Regions from separate parts of the Mus musculus genome. Here region 1 is linked to region 2. The links are chromatin contacts, called in public Hi-C maps. All regions are on one chromosome and are shown on one strand. The core of a region is the stretch at or near the end of the contact, and the rest is flanking DNA. Distances in the headings are between cores, read along the strand shown. Region 1 overlaps Atp2b1 (ATPase, Ca++ transporting, plasma membrane 1). Region 2 has its middle 23 kb from the start of Gm40750.

Region 1 (6,224 bases), core at 2,002-4,501, 190 kb before region 2:
CCCTTTAAAATAGGGACATTTCCGTAAGAAGATACAAAGCAGATTTGCTTTAGGTGCCGAATGTTGACTAGCTAATCTGCAAATGAGCAAAATGCTTTGTTTTTTTATCCTTACTTATGGAAGAACAAAGAGTTAATTTTAACACAACCTTTAAAAGCATCTCCACTAAAATGTTGGTTTTAAGAAGAATGGTGAGATTTTTGTGTCACGAAGCAGAAGATTCACAACGGCCTGTCAAGAAAGGGAGCTGCAGCTACCACTGCTGTTGGGGAAACGCCAGACTACAGGATGGCACACTCACTGTTGAGGCTGTGGGAGGTGAAAGACAGGAGGGGGAGCCTGAGAGAGTTGACAAACACCACCTTTCCTTTCCTTCACTGTATCAACCACATCCCAGTCTGATCTTATCCATCCGGACAAACACAGATACAGAAAGAATCCTCTAACGGAAAGTGCACAAACACAGTGGTGGAGCTCGGAATGCAACAGATTGTCCACAGAGCTCACCTTCTTTTAGTTTATTTAAGAACAGTGATGGTGGAGAGGTACCAAAACACTCCCTCTAATTTGTCAGATTAGACCTTAATTCAAAACTTTCTAAATTTTTAAATTTTTTCTTTTTTTTTTTTTTTAAATCTAGTAGGATCCCATCTATGAAAGGCAAGAAAGAAATCAGGAAAGGACGGCATTACTAGAAGAGAAGGCTCTTGTTTTCAGTGCTTCCGTTCATTTCAATGCTGAGCCAAGAAGAAAGCCAGCGATATCTGACTGCATCACTAGGACAAGAAACAAACATGTAGATCCGAAGTCATCACTGTCGAATGTACCAAAAGAAGATTCCAGAGAATTTTCTCACTAATAACTGTAACATGGTCACACTTCAAGGCTTCAGAAAGCCTTAAAGACAACTCAACCAAAACTTTCCTCGGAGCACTCTCAACTCTGAGACGGAGTCACCAGAACGAAGACGAGAGAAGGCTACAGTAAGAAAGAGAACACTAGAGTCTGGTAAGTCTGGGTCATTTGTTTCGTCTCCTGCTTCGGTGACCTCACAGTAAGGAGGAAGAAGGCCAAATGCTTGTCTGCTCCATGTTGCTCTCCACTTTCTAAGAAATGGGTATACATTTTTAAAAAGTCTTCCCTAATGGAGATTTCCATTGATCACACAACTTGATCACCTAACAATATTACCATGATAATCACAATTTTATCTTTTATTAGCTACAATGTTTTATGTTACTATTGAAAAGAAAAGCCACACAGTTAAAGCGAGCACCAAGAAAAGCAAGTAGCTTTAAGGATCCCTGCGATTTTCTAAACATCACTCACACCTAAGCACATGCTTACACCACACAAGCGTGAAGTTGCTGGAGAATTAGAAGACCTAAGACGCAGGTCCCATCCTGAAATCTTGTTTTACTTCTCATCTTGGAGGGAGCAGCAGTACCATTTGTTGGAATAACCGACAAGGTTGTTTAGAAGAAAAAAGCAGAAGGCATTAACTCTGCAAGTAAAAAAATTACAGGGTAAAGTTCACTAAGGGGGGGGGTGGAGACAAGTTACAAATTTGAACGCTAGAAGTGTCAAGCCCATTTGGAACACAAACTTGAATTAGAGATTTAATGATCTTGGTATTATGAAGCAAAGAGTTTTGTGAGTTGTCCAAAGATGTTACTTACTATCAAGCAACTTCCAGACAGCAGACACTGTTCTACACACTGGGGGCCAGTTCTACACTCAGCAAGTGTAAATTATGTCCGAGAGAGACAAACAGATATGTTTAAAAGATACCTGGAATTCAGGGAAAATGATTTTTCAGAGGCCCCTAGAATTCAGAGTAGACTACATCAGCTTTTCTAACAAACTACCACCTGAATGAGTCTGACCAATGAGGAGGAGGAGTCGGTCATGAGAAGGCCGGAGGGAGGCCCTTTCAACATCGCAGACGCAAAAGCCAGAGATCAACAAAGGGTTACAAGATTTAGGAACCAGAAGCAAAGCAATGTGGCTCAGGTCCAGTGATCAAGGAGCAAAGAAAGAAGAATGGGTCAAAAAAGATAGGCAAGATTGTGGGGGGACATAAAAGATGATCATTATTCACTTTAACTGTGATGGAAACTACCTGGCAGCTTTAAAGGGGGGAAGTGATAACTAATGTGTAATTTAGAAAGGTCATTCACATGGCTCTGTTGGAGTGCTCCAGGGGGAAAACCCGGTCAAGGGACTGTTGTGCTGTGCAGAGAGACAGAAGTGCTTGATTCTGGATTTTAGATGGAGAGGCAGAGAGGGGAGTAACTGGATCTGCCAGGTACCCTGGAAGGAGATCAGACAAATGCGAGGAATGAAGGATGTAGGATGAAAGGGAGAGGGAAAAAGAAAGAATGGTATCTAGACTCAACTTTTAACTTTTTTTTTGGTACAAGGACTTGAGTGGGGGAGGTTTACTGGAATGTTTGAAGCTGGTGGGTTTAACTGAAAATCACGGCTAACACGTGTGCACTCGAGTGGGCGGACGGGTGGCAGCTGTTTACCAAGATCGGGCCGGCTTTGGGACCCACAGGGCTGGTGGAAGGGGAACGGGGAATTAACAGTTCTGTTTTGTAGACCTGAGCAAACAAGGGGCAGTATCTAGTAAGATGACTGCTAGTCATATTCAGAATTCTCTGCAAAGTCTGAGAGAGGCAGAGGGCTAGCAACATGCAAGGATTCTGGGCTGGAGACACCAGCCAGATGAGAGCATCCTTAGAGAGCAGGCAGGAAGGCTAACATGAAGGATGTGCTACGACAGAACCCAGGACAGAAGGAAGCAGGCTCACACAGCACTACACATGCTTCCATAAGAAAGAGGCTTAAAAGATGATACTGCTGGCTACAGGAAATGCTGGGGTAGTGGGAGAGGGCTGAGCAAGATACAGGCAGAAAACGATCCATTTTTCTTTCACTAAACAAAAGATGATGAGCTTGAGGAGACCCCTCCAGCACATGTGGAAGAAAGTCTGGCTAGAAAGAACTGAGGAGACAATGGCAAGGAGTGAGTAGAACTCCCCCCTCCCTCCCCTAGAAGTGTAATACAGTGGGGAGAAATAAATTAGTATAGGTGAGCTAGAGAGGGTATTGTTTGTTTTCTCAAAGATGGGTGGCAGACTTCAAAGCAGGTTACCGACCAAAGGAAATGAAGAGAACAGAGAGATGACAGGACGATACAGGACGTGTGGATATTATTAGAGGAAGGCCTGTGAAGAGGCAAGGGGACGGATCCACGTGAGGGTGTCAGTGTGACGGACATCGGGAAGATGCTGCCACTGCTGAGCAGAGCATGGGGAGCAAGGAAAACACCTGCTCCTGGGTTTTAAATGAGAGAAGTAGCAAATTATTTCAGATAATGTATCAAGGACTATCAGGAGAATTCTGCAGAGTCCTGTGGGCGTGGCTGCTTAGGGCACAAGGGCAACCAGCCAAGGTCAAGCACAGTTAGCTCCATGAAGAGAACAGACAACCACAATCCATAGAAGGCTCCAAATGTATAACCTTTCTATGTCTGCATCCACCTAGGTGGGAAGAAAAAGGTAGCCTGAAACTGATCAGCTGAACAGGTAAGACAGAGTAACAGTACCATCTTATACTGGAGCAGAGAGAATCAAAACCGATTATATCAAGTCCAATGTGAAGAGGATTACCTCTTCACAATGGTGGTAAGCAAGATTATGTCTGGAGTGTAGGAGATCCCTTAGGGCGTCTCTTAGTACTACCATGTCCTGTGATTAAAGTCAATGGGAAACTACAACAGCCTAATCCAAGCAGGATGACAAAGGACGCAGACCCATCAGGAATGAAGGTATGGGTCAATCCTCCAGGAAAAGAGCCAAGACCTGCTGAGGTGCTGGCTGAAGGTGACTCTTGTAAGGAATATCGACGACTGCATCTCAATTGTTGCTTCTAACTTAGGAGAGGAGGAGGAGGAGGAGGGAGAGGAGGGGGAGGAGGAGGAGGAGGAGGAGGAGGGGGAGGAGGAGGAGGAGGAGGAGGTGGTGGTGGTGGTGGTGGTTTACTAGAGTGTTTGATGCAGGTATATTTGGCTGAGAATCAAGGATAATCCATTCCACATACAACTAGGAACTGTGCGACTATGGATGTATATATGTGTACATGCCTGTGTGGCGGTGGGGGTGGGTGGGTATAACAGTTAAGGTGACTTCCCTATATAGGACAGAAGGACACAGACTGAAGAGTATATGGCAATGTGTTCATGTGCATCCTTCTTCACTGTTTCAGTTTTGAAGGAGAAGGTGATCCCTCAGTGACCTTCAAACTTTCGATCCTTCCATCTAAAGTCAGACTTAAATACACGTTCCCATATCCCATGTGCCAGGCACTGTGGGAAGGTACAAAGCACACAGGATGGGTCGGGCAGGATGCCTTTCCCTGGTTCTTGACCTTAAAGGACTCAAGAGTTTGGTAGGGATGACTAATAATCAGACACACCCAGTGTATTACATATTAGATGGCAGTGGAGGGGACACTAGGAGAGTATACACAAAGAAATAGACTCCAAACTCACAGGGCTGGGATGGGTGAAGAAATTCCAATATACTCATTTTTGGTATCTCAATCTTGATACTCTTCTTATATAGTGTTGTAGGTGGAGGTAAAATATGCTAGAGACTAAAAAGACTAGAAACAAGAGCTAACAACGTGACATACCATTTTTAAGAAAAATGAAAGATTCTCTGCTTCAAACATTAAGAACCAAAGATAGGAAAAAGGATCAACTTAGAACCAGATCACAAGGAGAGTTCTAGGTCTACTGGAGAAGTCTAAGCTTCATTTCAAAAGCAATGCTAAACAATAGGTGGCTTTAAGACCAGAAACAGGACAGGCAGAGACACCAATTATTACCCCAGCTCAATTTTTGAAAGACAAGACAGTAGATCCTACCCACAGGGCACAAAGAAAAAGACACCGTGGGTAAAAAGAAAGAAGAATTCCTAAGGCTTAACGACTACACCAGAATGGGTTTAAAAAATTCACATAGAAATCAAAGCCATTCAAGTTTCTAACTTGGCAGCCACACAGGTGACAGTTTCAGCAGAAAGGTTTAGAGAGGTTCAGGAACGGAGTTGTAGGAAAAGAATGAGGAACTGGGCTCCACCCTCAAGGCGAAGGAGAATCCTGGGCAGGAACTGTTCATATGGGAACTATGAACACCCAGGTGATGGCCTGTGATATCATCAATAGGCTTTTGGATGGCACTGCCCAGAAGGCTGTACCAACCACCAGAAACCCGCAGACCAGGAAAGTACGGGGGAGGAGGAACATGCAGAAGCAAGAAGGAGAACTCCAGGAATATGTTCAGAAGACAGAAAGGGAATTCGATCTACTGTCACCTAACAATGAAACTTAGAAGCATAATAGAAAGCCAATGACATGTTACTTCAGGTTCAAGTATGACTTTTAAAGTTATATGCTTGCTACGGAGTTGGACAACTAATTAACACAGCTTAAAAAAAAAATCTATAAGCAATGAAAACAAGTGACCAGAGAAAGCATTCAATGCTCTACTGCAGGGGCAAGCAACCCTTTTCTCGGACCAGGCTGTGCGGGAGCGACATGGAACTCAGAAGCACAAGACCGTACATGCTAACACACCACAGCCATGCAAACATTGGTGCTAATCTGCAAAACCGAGCCCAAACCACAGGGCATGAGAGCATTTTTTTTTTAAGAGCCCCTAAGTCACTAATGATTTATCCCTAGGGAAAGGTCGATTTTCTCTAAGACTTAAACTGTATCACCACATGGAGACAAGGTCAAAGTACACAGGTGCCAGAGACTTACTTCTAGGGAGAGCAAATATCAGCTGCCACTTAAAACATGGAAACTAGGCAACCAATGACAACAGCTGCTATGCCTCTCCTGCCTCCCATCATGCACCGCCACTGTTCCTAATGACGTCTTTAGCTTCCCCTGTTGGTTTTTACTTTAGCCCCTCTTTTGCCTCATTTTGATAATCATCACTTAGAAAGCTCCGCTTCACCTGACTTCTTCCCTCTGTGGCGCACGAAGCCACGCCCGGTAACTCAGCATCTGTCTTTAATTTGTATTAATTCACTTTTATACCTTGTTTGGTGCAGTATTACGACATAACAAATATGATACGGGAGCTAGAGGCATGCATCCAGAAGCCTGCAGCAGAGTCTTCTCTGCCACCCAGCACAAAGCACAAG
Region 2 (6,324 bases), core at 309-2,808:
TCTTATTTGGTCTATTTTCTGTTGTTCTCTGAGTATTTGTTTACAATGCTTTGTGTTATATACTACAGTGTTGGTCAAGATTTGATGGACCACAGGGAGAGAGTCTATGAGACATTAGAAGGAACTGTCCAGTGTTTTACAACTGCAACAGAGATGAATTAATTCTTTTAAATGTTCTCACACTATTATTTAGTTGAGTCTACCAACTAACAGTTGTGTGCTTTCCTACTGTACTGGCTGGTTTTGTGTGTCAACTTGACACAGCTGGAGTTATCACAGAGAAAGGAGCTTCAGTTGAGGAAATGCCTCCATGAGATCCAACTGTAAGGCATCTTCTTAATTAGTGATCAAGGGGTGGAACCATCTCTGGGCTTGTAGTCTTGGTTCTATAAGAGAGCAGGCTGAGCAAGCCAGGGGAAGCAAGCCAGTAAAGAACATCCCTCCATGGCCTCTGCATCAGCTCCTGTTTCCTGACCTGCTTGAGTTCCAGTCCTGACTTCCTTGGTGATAAACAGCAGTATGGAATTGTAAGCTGAATAAACCCTTTCCTCCCCAACTTGCTTCTTGGTCATGATGTTTGTGCAGGAATAGAAACCCTGACTAAGACACCTACCATGTGTGAAGTATGTCTTCTGGGAGGTACTGGAACAGGACACCATTGCAAAGGTCATAATGGAGTAGAATTGTATGGTTCACCTGGTGTGACATTAAAGATCTCGGTCTAGGAAATTGTTTGCATATCACAAAAGGAACACATAGCAGCCAATGAAGGTGGGTAGCAGAGGGACAGTGAAGTTATCAAAGAGTGCTACTGAGTCTTCTAGGGGAATCCTGCTACATAGCAATGAAGGTGGTTTCCCTAACACCTTTTAGAAATGTGCAGTATCTGTGGTTTGAAGAAGAGAATTTCCATTCAGGCTTCCTCACCTCTGTCGACCATCCTTGTACTCTGCGGATCCTGCTAGCATCCTGGAGCTCAAGCTGTGCATGGGATGGGTTCCTTACCAACTTTCTCACCCAGATGTCACTCTGAAATTCGATGTTCATGAAATATGGCACTTTATTAGAACAATAGACACTTTCCAGAGACCATTTAGGCCTCAGCTTTGCCAGTGTTTTGGAAAGAGCACAGCCTTTGGACTGTTTAATTCCCATCTGTGTCTTAAGTAAATACTCTCCAGCTTCCTTAAGGTGATTTTCTTAGAACTACAGTTGCATTATTATATCATATGATAACTCATTAAAGATGACATAATTCCATGCTAGCATTCTATTTTAAGACATTCTCCTTCATTTTTTTTCTCCTCAATGTCCATTATATAAAGATTATAAAAGTACATTGGTCCAAATGTTATTTCTAAGTAAAATGCATTATACTTATCAACTACAGTTCTGCTTGAGGTAAAAAATTGAGATTGGGTGAAAGGAAAAGTAATTACATATATATGTGTGTGTGTGTGTGTGTGTGTGTGTGGTGTGGTTAAACTCAGAGTCTGACATGTATAACTGGCAGCTGTTAAAAGTAATGTTTTAAAATAATGCCTGGTAATGCAGGAAGTGGTTGCTACAAAACAAACGCAGAAAAAAAAGCAAGGTGTGGTCCCATGAGGATGGTGTGATTGTCAGTAGTTAAAAACATTGGAAGGAAAATACTGAATGCTAAGGGTTTATATCTGAGACAAGGTTATCTCTGCTTTAAGATTTTTTTCTTTTCATGTGCCTTGTAAGCTTTTCATTTTAAAGTATACATAGTCACAAGAAAACCTGTAAATATTGTTTGTTTCTGATCTTATGATATTCTTTCAAGTTGCATCTAATTTTGGAATCTCACTCGAAACCTCCTCTTCTTTATTTGCTGTGGTTCATATATTTCTTTGCCTTTGTTTTCAGGGAGTCTCAGGTAGCTTGGGCTGGACTTCAACTAACAATAATATCAAATTAATGTAGAAACACATGAACAATCTACCTTAACCTCTTAAGTATTAATATTACAGGTATGGTCTACCATCCCCAGTTAGATTCTGATTTCTTATCTTTTATATCTCTGGCTTTATGTGTTTGTTAAAAAAGCTAAAGAAGAGATTACATAAAGCCTATGTGATAAACAGAAATATTATTGTTTTTATAAAAGCCGCGTGTCTGAAGAAAAACAGAACACCATGAGCTATTAGAAGAAAATCAAAGTCAAGGGCAGTCAGTGTTGGAAAAGAATGGGGAGCTGTGGCAGACTTGGTTATAAGTGCCTTCCTGTAACATCATTGGCTGTATAACTCAAAAGATGAAGAAATTGATGTTCAATGCAGCCATGTGACTGACTCTATCAGGACAAATGGAATCCATGGTGCCCCAAAAGGGTCTGTCTTCTCCTGATTCTTTTGTTTGACTTGATTGTAAGTAAATATGTCTGCTGACATGTGCACACTCAAAGTATAATCACACAATTGAAAATTTGTTGAGGAATGCATGATAGAATGGGTGCGTGCCCATGTATTTTACTGAGTTTTCCAACTCTCTTTGACTTGTGTGTATTGGATATAAGTTCCCTGATGTTGGTCCAGCACTGCATGAATTCTGTTTTAACTTCCTCCAGCTGTAGGAAAGTTCCTATTCCTGTCAGGTCTCAGTACCTTCCATTAAGAGTCTTAGTAAGTGCTCTTACCTAGACGCCACATCTTAATAGTTTAGACTACTCCCAGAACACTACTATTTTGGATCCAACAAGGGCTTGGTACATTTCATTATGCTGGTATTATATGTAGATTGATAAGGGCTAATGACACAACAAAGACTTCTAGATAATTAAGATAGTAAGTGTGGGAGCCATGGCTGTAATCTCGTGTGCATCTTTATAAAATCAGGGAAATGAAATTGGCCTATTTTGCAGTTGGCTTTTAGACACATTATTAATGCTGCTTACATAACTACTTCCTAACAGAAGAAGCTTAAGTTAGTGACAGTTTTCTTAGGAGTTAAAGTAGAGTAGTATTAATTGAGTTCCAAATGCATTGCTGAAACAAAGACACTTTGGTAAGGCCAACAAGAAAAGCCTTCCTGTGTGGATTGACAGTGACAATCACACAACACATAAAGTATTTGATAAGACCAATCATAATGAGGTGGAGAAAATTGACATACCATCAATATCACTAAAGCTATCAGACTTACATATATTTTTTTGCTGCTGTTGCTGGACAACAATAGTTGTTACTATTTTGTACTATTTTGTACTATTTTGGCTTTGTAGCTCAGGCTAGCCTTCAATGTAGCCTGGGTTGATTCTGAACTCATGGTTTTCCTGCCTCAATTTTTTGAGGACTATCCCTAGCTTTTGTCCCCGCCGGCAAGAACACACTCAGGACAACCAGAATCTTCTGCAGCAAAGCTTTTATTGCTTACTTATCAGGAGGGAAGACCCGAACTGGGAAAATGGTGCTGCTTATATAGCCCGCAACGTGACGTTTCAGCACCTGATGTGGCGTGACAGCTCCTGATTCGTTACTCGCCCATCACCCCATTGCTACGCCGCGAGATGGGCAGTGACGAGGTGTGAGTTCACTCTTGCACTTGCACATAAGGCTTGTTTACTAGTTAGGCGCAGTGAAAGCCAGCGCCATCTTAGAATGGTGATTGCTCACGGCACGCACACGATTGTTCGCGGCACGGCTCTCCACAGAGGACTGAATTTACGTAAGTGGATTATTATACCTAGTATCCTTGGGTTTCTATTGCTGCAATGAAACATCATGACCAAAAAGCAACTTGGGGAAAAAAGGGTTTATTATACTTCTAGAGCATACTCCATCATTCGAGAAAGTCAGGAGATGAGCTCAAGAGGGAGTAGAACCTAGAAGCAGGAGCTGCTGCAGAGGCCATGGAGGAGTGCAGATTCCTGGTTTGCTTCACATAGATTACTCAGCCTGCTTTCTTCTAGAACCCAGATCTACCAGCCCAGGGAATGGCACCACTCACAATGGATTGGGCCCTCCCGCATTGATCAATGATTGAGAAAATGCCTTATAGCTGGATCTCATGGAGTCATTTCCTCAACTGAGGCTCCCTCCTCTCTGATGAATCTAACTTGTGTCAAGTTGACACACAAAAGCAGCCAGTACACCTAGCTTTTCCATTTTGAAAATCATGTTTTAATTAGTAGAACATCATCTGCATCTTTAAACGGGTTGGCTTATGCATCACCTGATGAAGTATCCACTCGCTTCCTGGAAGTTTGGTCAATTACAGCCTGGAATACAAAGAAGAAAGACTTTTCTTCAATGGTGTAGTAAGTTATGTATGACAAAGACAAAATAATAACAAACGATGATGGATTAAGATGTTCTTGGAGTGTAGAGGGAATCGGTCTAAAGACATGACTGAATTCTACAAAGTATTCAAAAAGTTCAAACCCATGGGAAGTGGTGGCAAAGTTGGTTGTCCTAGTGTTTTTTTTGTTTTATTTTGTTTTGTTTTTGCAAGGATTTGCATTGTTCATGAAGCAGCCATCCCTGAATTTTGATCCAGAACAGTGCTGTGAGCAAAGGAACCCAGCTGTCAGTAGCAATTTCAGAATGTAGTAAATAATTTACTTGCATTTCTCAGAAAAAAAGGCTAAGGGAACACATAACTCTCAAAATTTTCCTCATGGGGTATGTTGGTGGAGGAGGGATATGAAGGAGGGTTCATATTTCATATTTCACTGTAATATGGATAACATCCCTCAGCATAAAGAAAAAGCATGATAAAAAATCTCTTTCTTCGAATTCCATTTTTCTTTTTTATGAGGGACTGCCTCCATGGGCAGCCTCTTCCCTGAGCCATGTCTGCTGGCCCAGCTTGGGCTGATTTTACTTCCCCTGCCCAGTGTCTCCTCCCATTCCTCGTAATTGGCTTAGCATACTTTACAGCTCACTCTTCTGTTTCCTGCTGCCTGTGGTAGGAGGGGGGGGGGGGGCATTGTTCTTTGTTGGCTCTGATGGTTCCCTGTGTCAGAGCTTTGTTTTCTTTTGATGTCTTTCCTCAGGAGATAGAGGTGGAAACAGTTGTACAAAACCATAGTCAGAGGATGCTAGAACGACTCAGAAAGGGGTAGCTTCTGTCTTGCTCTGGAGGAGCAATGTGTCTGAAACCCTACCAGAGGCAAGTCTAGCTCAGGATGCTCTCCCCCTCCTTCTGAATGCTTCAGCTGTGTGGGAACTTTCTCTGTGTGTCTGCGGCTGCTCAGGAAATAGCCTTCAATTGTAGAAACACAGGGTCATGGTTTCATACACTTTGGATGTCATTCGAGAGACAGATTAAAGGCAAGAATATGCACTATCTACACACTGTCTACTATCTCTTAGATACTATCTCTTCTATCTACTTTAATGTTATGCAGCATGGCAGATTTGAGGACTTTCCTTCTTTCCATCTTGTTTGTTTGTTCTTAGCCTCATCCAGGGAAAAGGATATGAGACTTTTTCATATTAATACTCAGGACCATGTATGTACCTATGACAAGAAACCCTTATTGATCACCAAAATGTTACATTTCCTTAAATCCATCCAGTGAATAAATAGGCATGAGTATGAGTATGTTGTCAAATAGTTAACAAGGCTCTACTTCAGTGTTAGATGACGAAATGTATATGTGGTTTTGTTAATGACATGGAGCACAGAAAATAATTTAATTGGTATCATAAAGGTCCCATCTACGTCCTTTTCCACCAAATTCATCTCCGAATCAGAAATGCTAATAAGCTGGAAATGGGTGGATGTGCGCTTTCGCCAACTCTTGTTTCCTTGCTCCCATAGCAGAAACCGATGGCTCAAACTCCTGCAGACGATTCATTCTAATTTTTTTATTGAATGAAAATGAAATCTGCCTGAATCAGAGCACAGACTGATGCAAGGACCACAGCGTGTGCTGTTCTTTATAAGCTGTGTATCTGGTCTCGGCATAATCATAGAGTGGCTAGCGATGATTCATCTAGAAGACCTATTTAAGGAAGGAAGAAAAGTCCCGGGCTTGAGAATGACCCTAATCAGGTGCTGACAATTGTGTGTTGAAAGTTCTATGTAAAGCCCAACTTTCCAACCACAAAAAGGGGCATGTTTTTGTTCAACATTTTGGAGTGTAGAAATTAAGGGAAAGCTGATCTAAGATGAAAGGCCTAGAAATAGTTTTAGCTTTCATGGTTGACACAGGAAAAAAAAATCTATTGAGCAGATTAAACAAATAAATGTCAAGTCATGTGTTTAACTTGAATTCTCATGAGGATTTGTAGTATTTGTCAGATGATTCTAAAGTTTATTTCTGATATTAGATAGATAGGCCAGGTCATAAGGCCT

What was found. A called contact is a pair of places that touch in the nucleus more often than the background predicts.
Region 1: a Hi-C map of regulatory T cells shows a contact between it and region 2, with 2.6 times the contacts expected there. The contact joins two enhancer-like sites. A contact is called at or near these places in 1 of 484 Hi-C or Micro-C datasets (regulatory T cells) and 3 of 115 datasets of contacts at active chromatin or transcription factors (CD8 T cells, bone marrow-derived dendritic cells and microglia).

What each region holds. Positions count from the first base shown.
Region 1 is chr10:98,973,033-98,979,256 of GRCm38.p6, reverse strand. All of the region lies in intron 2 of Atp2b1 (ATPase, Ca++ transporting, plasma membrane 1), which reads right to left. Among named protein-coding and RNA genes, the nearest start is that of Atp2b1, 61 kb to the right of the region's middle. Within about 2 kb of position 3,251, at least 21 of the 459 cell types and tissues checked have an H3K27ac peak or open chromatin away from gene starts, as enhancers often do. A contact at or near this core is called in regulatory T cells, where this site is marked.
Region 2 is chr10:98,780,810-98,787,133 of GRCm38.p6, reverse strand. No RefSeq gene overlaps it. Among named protein-coding and RNA genes, the nearest start is that of Gm40750, 23 kb to the left of the region's middle. Within about 2 kb of position 1,558, at least 30 of the 459 cell types and tissues checked have an H3K27ac peak or open chromatin away from gene starts, as enhancers often do. A contact at or near this core is called in regulatory T cells, where this site is marked.